Linked DNA regions of Podarcis muralis: region 2 is linked to region 1. A link is a contact called in public Hi-C data. All regions are on one chromosome and are shown on one strand. Each heading gives the region's core, a stretch centred on a gene start, on an enhancer-like site or on the middle of the called end of the contact. The rest is flanking DNA. Distances are from core to core; before and after follow the strand shown.

Region 1 (4,469 bases), core at 973-3,472:
AAGGAAAGAAACATGTTTGCCTGCAGGAGTTGCTAGAAGGAGGCGTACAAGGCAACCTCTGACCCTTTTAGGGACTCCCTTCCTAATTTGTGTAGGGTTTACTCCTTAGCCGTTTCTTCTCCCAAAGATGTCCCACAAGCCAGCAGGTATGAATTTTTCCTCGGGGGTTCACAAATGAGTTTTGTTGTTGTTGCTTAGTCGTTTAGTCGTGTCCGACTCTTCGTGACCCCATGGATCAGAGCACAGCCAGGCACTCCTGTCTTCCACTGCCTCACACAGTTTGGTCAGACTCATGCTGGTAGCTTCGACAACACTGTCCAACCATCTCTTCCTCTGCCGTCCCCTTCTCCTTGTGCCCTCCATCTTTCCCAACATCAGGGGCTTTTCCAGGGAGTCTTCTCTTCTCATGAGGTGGCCAAAGTATTGGAGCCTCAGCTTCAGGACCTGTCCTTCCAGTTAAGATCAGAGTTTTCCATCTCCTAGATCAGGGGTAGGCAACCTAAGGCCCGGGGGCCGGATGTGGCCCAATTGCCTTCTAAATCCGGCCCGCGGATGGTCTGGGAATCAGCATGTTTTTACATGAGTAGAATGTGTCCTTTTACCGGTATTTAAAATGCATTCCTGGGTTATTTGTGGGACCTGCCTGGTGTGTGCTTTTATTTAAAATGTGTCTCTGAGTTATTTGTGCGGCACAGGAATTCGTTCATCAATTTTTCAAAATATAGTCCAGCCCACCGCATGGTCTGAGGAATGGTGGACCGGCCCACGGCTGAAAAACGTGGCTGACCCCTGTCCTAACTCATGGAGGGTTTGAGACCCATCGGCTACCCTCACCTGGTTTAGCCAGCGAGTCAAAGCCGTTCCCAGAGTGCTACTACCGTTGCACGCTGACTGATGTACATAATTTCAGGAAGCGAAGCCGCACCCCACCCCAGCATACAAATGAAGTGCATGCGAAAGCTTCACCTGACAGGTATCTGTCTGGTTAAGTGTTGTTGAAGGTGCAGGATGGAAGGGAGCAGGCAGAGGAACAGTCCTCAGCAATCCTAATACAGTGGTACCTCGGGTTCAGGTTACAGACGCTTCAGTTTACAGACGCTTCAGGTTACAGAGTCCGCTAACCCAGAAATAGCACCTCAGGTTAAGAACTTTGCTTCAGGATGAGAACAGAAATCGTGGGAGGCCCCATTAGCTAAAGTGGTGCTTCAGGTTAAGAACAGTTTCAGGTTAAGAACGGACCTCTGGAACAAATTAAGTACATAACCCAAGGTACCACTGTAGTGCCGTTTGAATGCATGCTTATACAGAAGCCCAACTGCATTCAGTGGGGCTTACTCCCAGGTAAATGTGCAAAGGGTGGCAGCAACTCTGCATGTGTTTACTCAGAGGTAAACCTTACCAAGCGCCTTTGTAAGCATGTTTGGAATTGCAGCCTGCAGCTGCCATCTTATACAGACACCCCAGAGACTAAATAACATTGAATTCAATGGGGCTGACTTCCGAGTAGTCATACATAGGCTTGCACGACAAATCTATTTCAAAATGTTTGTTCATTCTTTTATTTTATATAACTTATACACTGCTTGATTTCAAAACAAACAAACAAAACACTCAAAGCGCTTTACAAAACAGAACAAAACAGTAAAATTATCAATAAGGAAAACTAACAATATTTTTATTACATATTTTGTGTGTCCCCCCCCCCAATCTTTAATATTGTGTGTGTGAAGCACCCTGAGATCTGCGGATGGATGGCGATATACAAAAAAATTATAGAATAATTTAAAACTCCCCCCCACCATTAAAACAATAGACTAAAAACGGATTAAAACTCGTGTCAACTTTCTAAACACCTGCCAAACAAAAGCGTTCCTTCCAGGCCCCATGAAGCCTCCAGGAACAAAAATCACAACTTTAAAAAAAACCAACCCCCCCCCCCCATCAGCCATGCACATTTGGCCGCTCAGCTCTCCGTAAAATATATTTTTTTGAAATCCTCATCGCATCCCCCCCCCCCGCCCCCATTCCAAGGCGTTGGTCGCCGCTTGCGCCTCTCGGCATCTGCACTACAAACACAAACCGGTTCCAAAACTAGTTCAGCTAGTCCGGGTCCGCTCTCTCCCAGGGAACTCTGGGAGTTGTAGTTCCGGCGGGGAACAGAGAGTCTGCGGCGAAGAGAGACGCCGCCTCTGGCCGAACTACAGTACCCGGGCTGCCTTGCAAGGGAAGCCACGACAGCTCCGAGTGCCTGGGTCTTCTTTTTTTTCCATGTTTCCCCCTCTCGGTGCCGCGAAGTGTGTGGACGTGCTGGCGAGGCTCCTCCGCCTCCTTTCCTCGGAAGCAGCAGCAGCCGGAGCCATTGCAGCCGCGGGCGGCGAGGCTGCCTCCTCCTCCTCCTCGCGTTGCAAACGCGCTCCGGGACCGCGGAGCCTTTGCAGACGCGTCACTTTTGCAGAAACCAAACACCCAGCAGGTAGGGGGATAAAAAAGGGAAAGGTGCGTCTCTAGGACCTGGCCGGAGTTGGGCGAAGTGTGAGTCATTCTGGCAGGTCGGGGTGGCCCTGGAAGTGCATCAGAGTTTGGGGTGCGAGTGGACCCCCCCCAACTCCCGTGATCGCGCGTTCTCACGTGCTTTTTCACGTTCCTGCTTCTCTTGCAGATCTTGGGGTTTGGGAGTGGGTGGGTGCGGTGGATCGAGCGAGGAAACAGCAGCAAGTCCTCTGGACTTTGCAGAAAGAGAAATCCCACCCCCCACCCCCAATAATGATTGCTAAAAATCCAGAGACCCAGAATCGGAAGAAGTGGAGAAGGCGATTAGGGAGCTGAGATCCCACCCCCCCTTCCTGCTAAGAACGACTTGTTTGGGCTTAAGATAGGGCTGGGGAAAGTAGGGTGGTGGTCTGACCTGATGGACGTTTTCCCTGGGGCTGTGTAAGCCGGTGGTGGAGTTGGTGAAGTTCTGCTTGTGAAATAAGCGCAGCATGATGGAACTCAGTGGAACTTGTTTCTGAGAGGACAGCAATAAACTGGTGGGAGGCTTTGGGGGGGTGTTGTTGTTCCTGTTTATGCCTGCATAAATCCACCCGGATGAGGAAGAGAAGGTTGAGAAGTCCCGGGCAAGAAGCGAGGTGCTTCTACCCCTGGTTTCTCCAAATTCCCTAAAGAAAATTGAGATCAGTACTGCCACTCTGCCCCCTTTCCTCACTGAAACTCCAATGTCTTTTTCGTTTTTAGTCCTGGGATCCTCAGTTGATAGCCTGACCTCTGCCTCCCTCTGTGTGTGGCCTCAGCTGCACTATATTATTATTATTATTATTATTATTAATTAACTTATCTGTCCTTCACCCCATGGTTCCAGGGTGGGTTTCATTGTTAAAGCGCAATAGTAAAAACTTACATTCAAGAGGGGTGCTAAAAATATAAACCTCTAGTGTCAAAAGCTAGGATAAAGAGGTGTGTCTTCACAGCACTTTAAACAATCATGGCTTCCTCCCTTCTCCCCAAGAATTATGGGAGCTGTAGTTTGTTAAGGGTGCTGGAAGTGGTTAGGAGAACCCTGTCCGCCTCTTAGAGCTACAATTTCCAGAGCGGTTTAACAATCAGTTCTTCCTAGGAACCTCTGTGAGGAGAATAGAGGTCTCCTCTAACAGCTCTCAGCACCCGTAACAAGCTACAGCTCCCAGGATTTTTTAGGGGAAGCCATGACGGTTTTGTCTGGTATGATACTGCATTCTTCTTCTTCTTCTTCTTCTTCTTCTTCTTCTTCTTCTTATTTATTTATTTATATACCACCCTTCATCCAAAGATCTCAGGGCGATTCACAAGCTAATGTATAGAGCCTGAGTTCTGATTTTTATTTTTAGCACGTCACTACTTTAATTATGGGGGCACGGGTGGCACTGTGGGTTAAACCACAGAGCCTAGGACTTGCCGATCAGAAGGTCGGCGGTTCGAATCCCCACGACGGGGTGAGCTCCCGTTGCTCGGTCCCTGCTCCTGCCAACCTAGCAGTTCGAAAGTACATCAAAGTGCAAGTAGATAAATAGGTACTACTCTGGCAGGAAGGTAAATGGCGTTTCCATGCGCTGCTCTGGTTCGCCAGAAGCGGCTTAGTCATGCTGGCCACATGACCCAGAAGCTGTACGCTGGCTCCCTCGGCCAAGAAAGAGAGATGAGCGCCGCAACCCCAGAGTCGGCCACGACTGGACCTAAGGGTCAGGGATCCCTTTACCTTTACTTTAATTATTTACTTTTAAGAGAGAGTTGCTGGTGGCATGAGAGAGGCAGTGTGGTCCTGATGTGTGTGCATGCATTGTTGGTTTCTTTTGCCCCACCATAGAGCCCGGTCCAAATGGTTTTGAAGAGTCCGGAAGCTGTCAGAAAAACCTGCAGTGCTATTTGATCAGAGATGGTGGTGGAATAAGTGTGAACAGACACAACTGTCATGCTACGGGAGCCAATCCTGTTAT
Region 2 (4,469 bases), core at 1,376-3,875, 170 kb before region 1:
AAAATGTTAGGAATGCTCCCTATCTTAATTTGTGTCTCACGCTGCATTGTCAGCATATATCAAGTTCAGTGCTTTTATTAAGGAGTGTTAAAGGATGAATCCATTACTTTTACAGTATTGGCAAATCCACTGTACTGTGTCTTTGCTGCCATCTTTCGGAGGGGCAGCAAGAGGTAAAGAAACACACAAACGTCCAATCACAGGTAAGCTAAAATCCTGAATTTCTTCATTGATTCCTATGGACAGCTCTCACTTCTGCTCTGGTGAGAAGGAAAAAGAACTTGTACCAAACCCATAAACTGGCTCTGCATTTTTGTTCCATTTTTACAAGTCTGTGAAATTTCCTGATAGAGGTAGGTGGAGTAGGCTGAAGCAGACATTGTAGTGGCTGCACTCACATTGTTGTGGGGTATGATGGCACCATAGTACAGAGTGGATGGAGCTTGTCAGGAAAGAGAGAGAGAGCGAGAGCTACTACTTCTTGAACTAGGCAGATGGCAGAAGACTGGACGAAGGAGGTCACCAGCTAAGCAATTATGGGCATGCAATAAATATTCCATCAACAGCTGGGAATATTTTAGAAACAATGGGAAGGAAGACCACAATGCCACACAGGATCTACACATAGTGGGGCAAGCAATTGTTTATCAACCTGCTTGCTTTGTGCTGAAATTTAAAATTTGTTTTATTTAATCCCTCTGAATCTTCCTTGCTTTCATTCCACTCCTTAGGTTGCCAGTCTCCCTTCTACTGCTGGTTTGTTTTCCAAAATCTGTGAAAACTGACTCTGATACCCAGCAGATTCAGTGGGCTTTGCATTGTGGCCTACTTAGCTTTTCTAAACTGTTCCATAGAATTAAAGCTGGAGCAAACCTTGCAGGCAGTCCAGCCCAACCCCTTGCTTAATACAGAATATACAGAGCTGTTTACTTTCTGAGATAGAGAGTACCCATCACGACATAGACAATTGGCTCCACAGCTGAACTGCTCTCCTATTGTTTCTCCTAACGTTTAATGAAAATCTGTAACAAAACCATTAGATCTAGCTCTGCCGTCTAGGGAATCAGAGAACAAGCCTTTGACATCTTCTGTGTGACAGCCCTTCAGGTACTTGGAAGAATGCTACCACGCTTTCCCAACTCCCAGTCTTTCAGTACTGCTAACTATCCATGCTGCCTTCCTCTGAACCAAGCTGTCACAGTGCTTACAACCAAGTAGCTATAAAAGCACTTTTGATTCTTTCTTACTGTAGCTGGAACAGAGGGAGCTGCCTTATCACAAGTCAGACCATTGGTCCATCTAGCTCAATACCATCTGCACTGACTGGCAGCAGCTCTCTGGGGCTTCAGACAGGGTTATTACTCCAGTCCTATCTGGTCATGCCAGGGATTGAATCTGGGACCTTTTGTATGCAAAGCTGATGCTCTACCACTGAGCTACAGCCTGTCCCCACTTATCCACTTAAGCACCTTCCGCTTATCCATTTGCTGTTGCCTTCGCAGCCTAAATCACTTTGCTTATTAACTGCACTGAATATATTTGGATACTGCTGCCATTGCAAATGCACAGGAGATGGGTCAAGCAAGGCTGATGGGAATGAGAAAACAACTGATAATGGTGGCGGACCCGGAGACCTGAGTGGTTTAGCAATCTATTCTTTTCTATGTGGCCCATCATGAAAAACAACCGTGCAATACTGGGTCAAGTTGTGGAGGCTCCCTCTCCAGCTCACAAAACCTTGACTGTGACACCCAGCAACTGGTATTCTAATGCATTATAGCGGTAGACACGGCCATCACGCCGGCTGCCAAAGGCTTCACTTCTGCAAAAAGCAGGCTGGCTGACTCACACAAACCTGCAGCAGCGGCAGCCATCCTTCTTGCACAGGAGAGTCGACATGGTGCAGTAGCTTAGGAGCGATAAAACTAGGAGCATGCCGGCTCAAACCCCCACTTCCACCAAAGCTCACGGCGTGACCTTGGGCCTCCCAGCCGTACTTGACTTGACAGGGCTGGCCATGAGGATGAAAGGGAAAGCGCAAAGCCTTTGGATGCCCCACCCTCGCACGCTCAAAGGAGCATCCCACCTCTAGTCATGACGAACGCCCACAGATGCACCTGACTCCCTCCGTGAATCTGCCTCACCCCCGTTTCACAGGCATTCGCGGTTGCTACAGCAACCGAGGGGGACCCAGACCCAGATACCGGGGGCGCTGCTCCTCCTCCTCTACCCCCCTCCATCACCGCGGTTGCCATGGTGCCGAACGCAGCCCCCCTCCCGCTCCCCACCCCCCTTCGCCCGGCCGCTCCCTCGGCTCCCCGTCCTCACCGGCTCCGTCACCTCCGTCTCGGTGACCGTCGAAGAGGCTCCCACGGCGGCCGTGGACTCCGCCATGGCGTGGCTGCCTGCGGCCCTGTCCGCCGTGGCGCCAGTTGCAGGGGGGACGGGGATTCGGAGGGGTCCGGAGCCAAACCTCGCCCGGAGCTTTCGCAGCCTCGGGGGGAACCTGCCGGCAGCTGTCCGGACGCGCCGCAGCTCCTCTCCCTCTTTCGCTCTTTCCCTTCCTCCTCCTCCTCCTCCTCCTGCAGGTGCAGCAGCCTCTCCCTCTGCCGACTTCCGGCCCCGCCACTTCCTACTTCCGCTCAGGAGTCCGTCGCGTTAAGCGGTCCCCCGGCTGGGCCCCAGAGTCATTTCCGCCGTACGCGGCAGGAGGAGGAACAAAACAAAAAAACCAACAGGAGGCACCGGCGCGCGTAGTAAAAGAAGGCTCGCGTTGTTTGAGAGAGGCTTGCCCTTTGCTCAGTAAAGTCTGCTTGCGCTTGTGTGGTCGCAAAAGTCGTTCGGCATTGGCTTCCCGCTTTTGCCAGGCATTATTTTTAATACTTTGTTGGGAGCCGCCCAGAGTGGCTGGGGAAACCCAGCCAAATGGGTGGGGTATAAATGAATTTATTATTATTATTATTATTATTATTATTATTATTATTATTATTATTACAGGCACGCTTTGAAGACATCTCTGTAATAGCTGCATTAGGAATCGCCACCTTCCACATGCGCTGCATCAGGAAGATTTTGGGCATCGCATAGTCTCTGGCAAAGATGTGCTCTCCCAAACTCCCAGCATGATCTCCTGTCTCGGCAACCAACATCTATGCTGGCTCGGCCATGTCCACAGAATGGAAGATGGCACGATCCCTAAGGATGTGCTCCACGAGGAGCTGGCTTTGGGCACCAGGCCCATCGGCAAACCAACTCTGCGCTACAGATATGTCTGCAGTTGTGGCTTGAAGGCTGGCAACATCAAACCTGGCCTGTGGGAACCGCTTGTGAAGGACCACAGCACCTGGAGACAGGCAGGTTGTGTACCCGTAGAAGTGATCAGAGGAGAAATGACCACTGGGAGGAGCGCAGAGAGTAGCCTGATAACTTCCATCTTCAGAACCCTGCCTTGACTTCTGTTTCCTCGGTTGCAATGAAGTGTGACAAAGGCTGGGAATCTGCTGAAAAGACGATAGATGCAGCCCATTGCTTCTGCGCTTTCAGTAACAATCTGCTGATGTGAATCATGATAACCAGGAAGAAAACTTTCAATGAGGGAAAGCCGCTCTTCACCACTTTGATTTTGATTAGTAGTAGTAGTAGTAATAATAATAATATTAATTCTTATACCCCACCTATCTGGGTCGTTTCCAATAAAATACCAAGAGTATTCTGAAAAGTTAGTTAAAGTACAGAAGGCAGAAAATAATCCACATGAGGACCCAGCCCCCTCTCCCTCATTGACCACCAAACCAACAATAGGATGCATATGCAAAGAAAACCATAAAGTGCTTTATTCTGCGTAGAGTTACAAGGGGAGCTACAGGCACTATGCACGAAATCCCCCATCTCAAGTAACAGAATGTTTCCATGGAACCCAAAAAGGACTCCATGGCCATAGTAACTAGACAAAAATGACCCTCGTAAGTGACGTTCCTCAGACACAGTGTCCCCCACACATTTGGGTAAAGCCGATCAAGAATCTTCCTTTTCCTGGAACCTGGAAGTGAAAAACAAATACATATGTACAGTGGTACCTCAGGTTACATACACTTCAGGTTACAGATGCTTCAGGTTACAGACTCCGCTAACCCAGAAATAGTACCTCGGGTTAAGAACTTTGCTTCAGGATGAGAACAGAAATTGCGCAGTGGCGGCAGCAGGAGGCCCTATTAGCTAAAGTGGTGCTTCAGGTTAAGAACGGACCTCCAGAACGAATTAAGTTCTTAACCCGTGGTACCACTGTATTTGTAAGGCCATTCCCCAATGGAACTTGCCAACGGAAGCAACTCACAGAGAACGGTGACTGGATGACAAAGAGAATGTAGCTTTGAGTTTTGGAGTTTTGCACTCCAAAACTCTTAAGCAACCTCTCCCAGTAGTGTCCATGTAGCTACAGTACTGAGGAAAGTCAGGGGTGAGATGGATTC

What was found. Hi-C and Micro-C count contacts between places; a contact is called where the count stands out from the background.
Region 2: a Hi-C map of tail shows a contact between it and region 1, with 4 times the contacts expected there. The contact joins the promoter of PPP1R11 here to the promoter of LOC114588424 in region 1. A contact is called at or near these places in 2 of 3 Hi-C or Micro-C datasets (blood and tail).

What each region holds. Positions count from the first base shown.
Region 1 is chr2:107,079,684-107,084,152 of rPodMur119.hap1.1, reverse strand. LOC114588424 reads left to right here and starts at 2,222. Exons shown (of 3, transcript XM_028713718.2): 1 at 2,222-2,473. The coding sequence starts at 2,269.
Region 2 is chr2:107,249,361-107,253,829 of rPodMur119.hap1.1, reverse strand. PPP1R11 (protein phosphatase 1 regulatory inhibitor subunit 11) reads right to left here and starts at 2,625. Exons shown (of 3, transcript XM_028713746.2): 1 at 2,329-2,625. The coding sequence starts at 2,394. POLR1H (RNA polymerase I subunit H) reads right to left here. Exons shown (of 5, transcript XM_028713939.2): 5 at 3,812-4,039. The coding sequence ends at 4,015.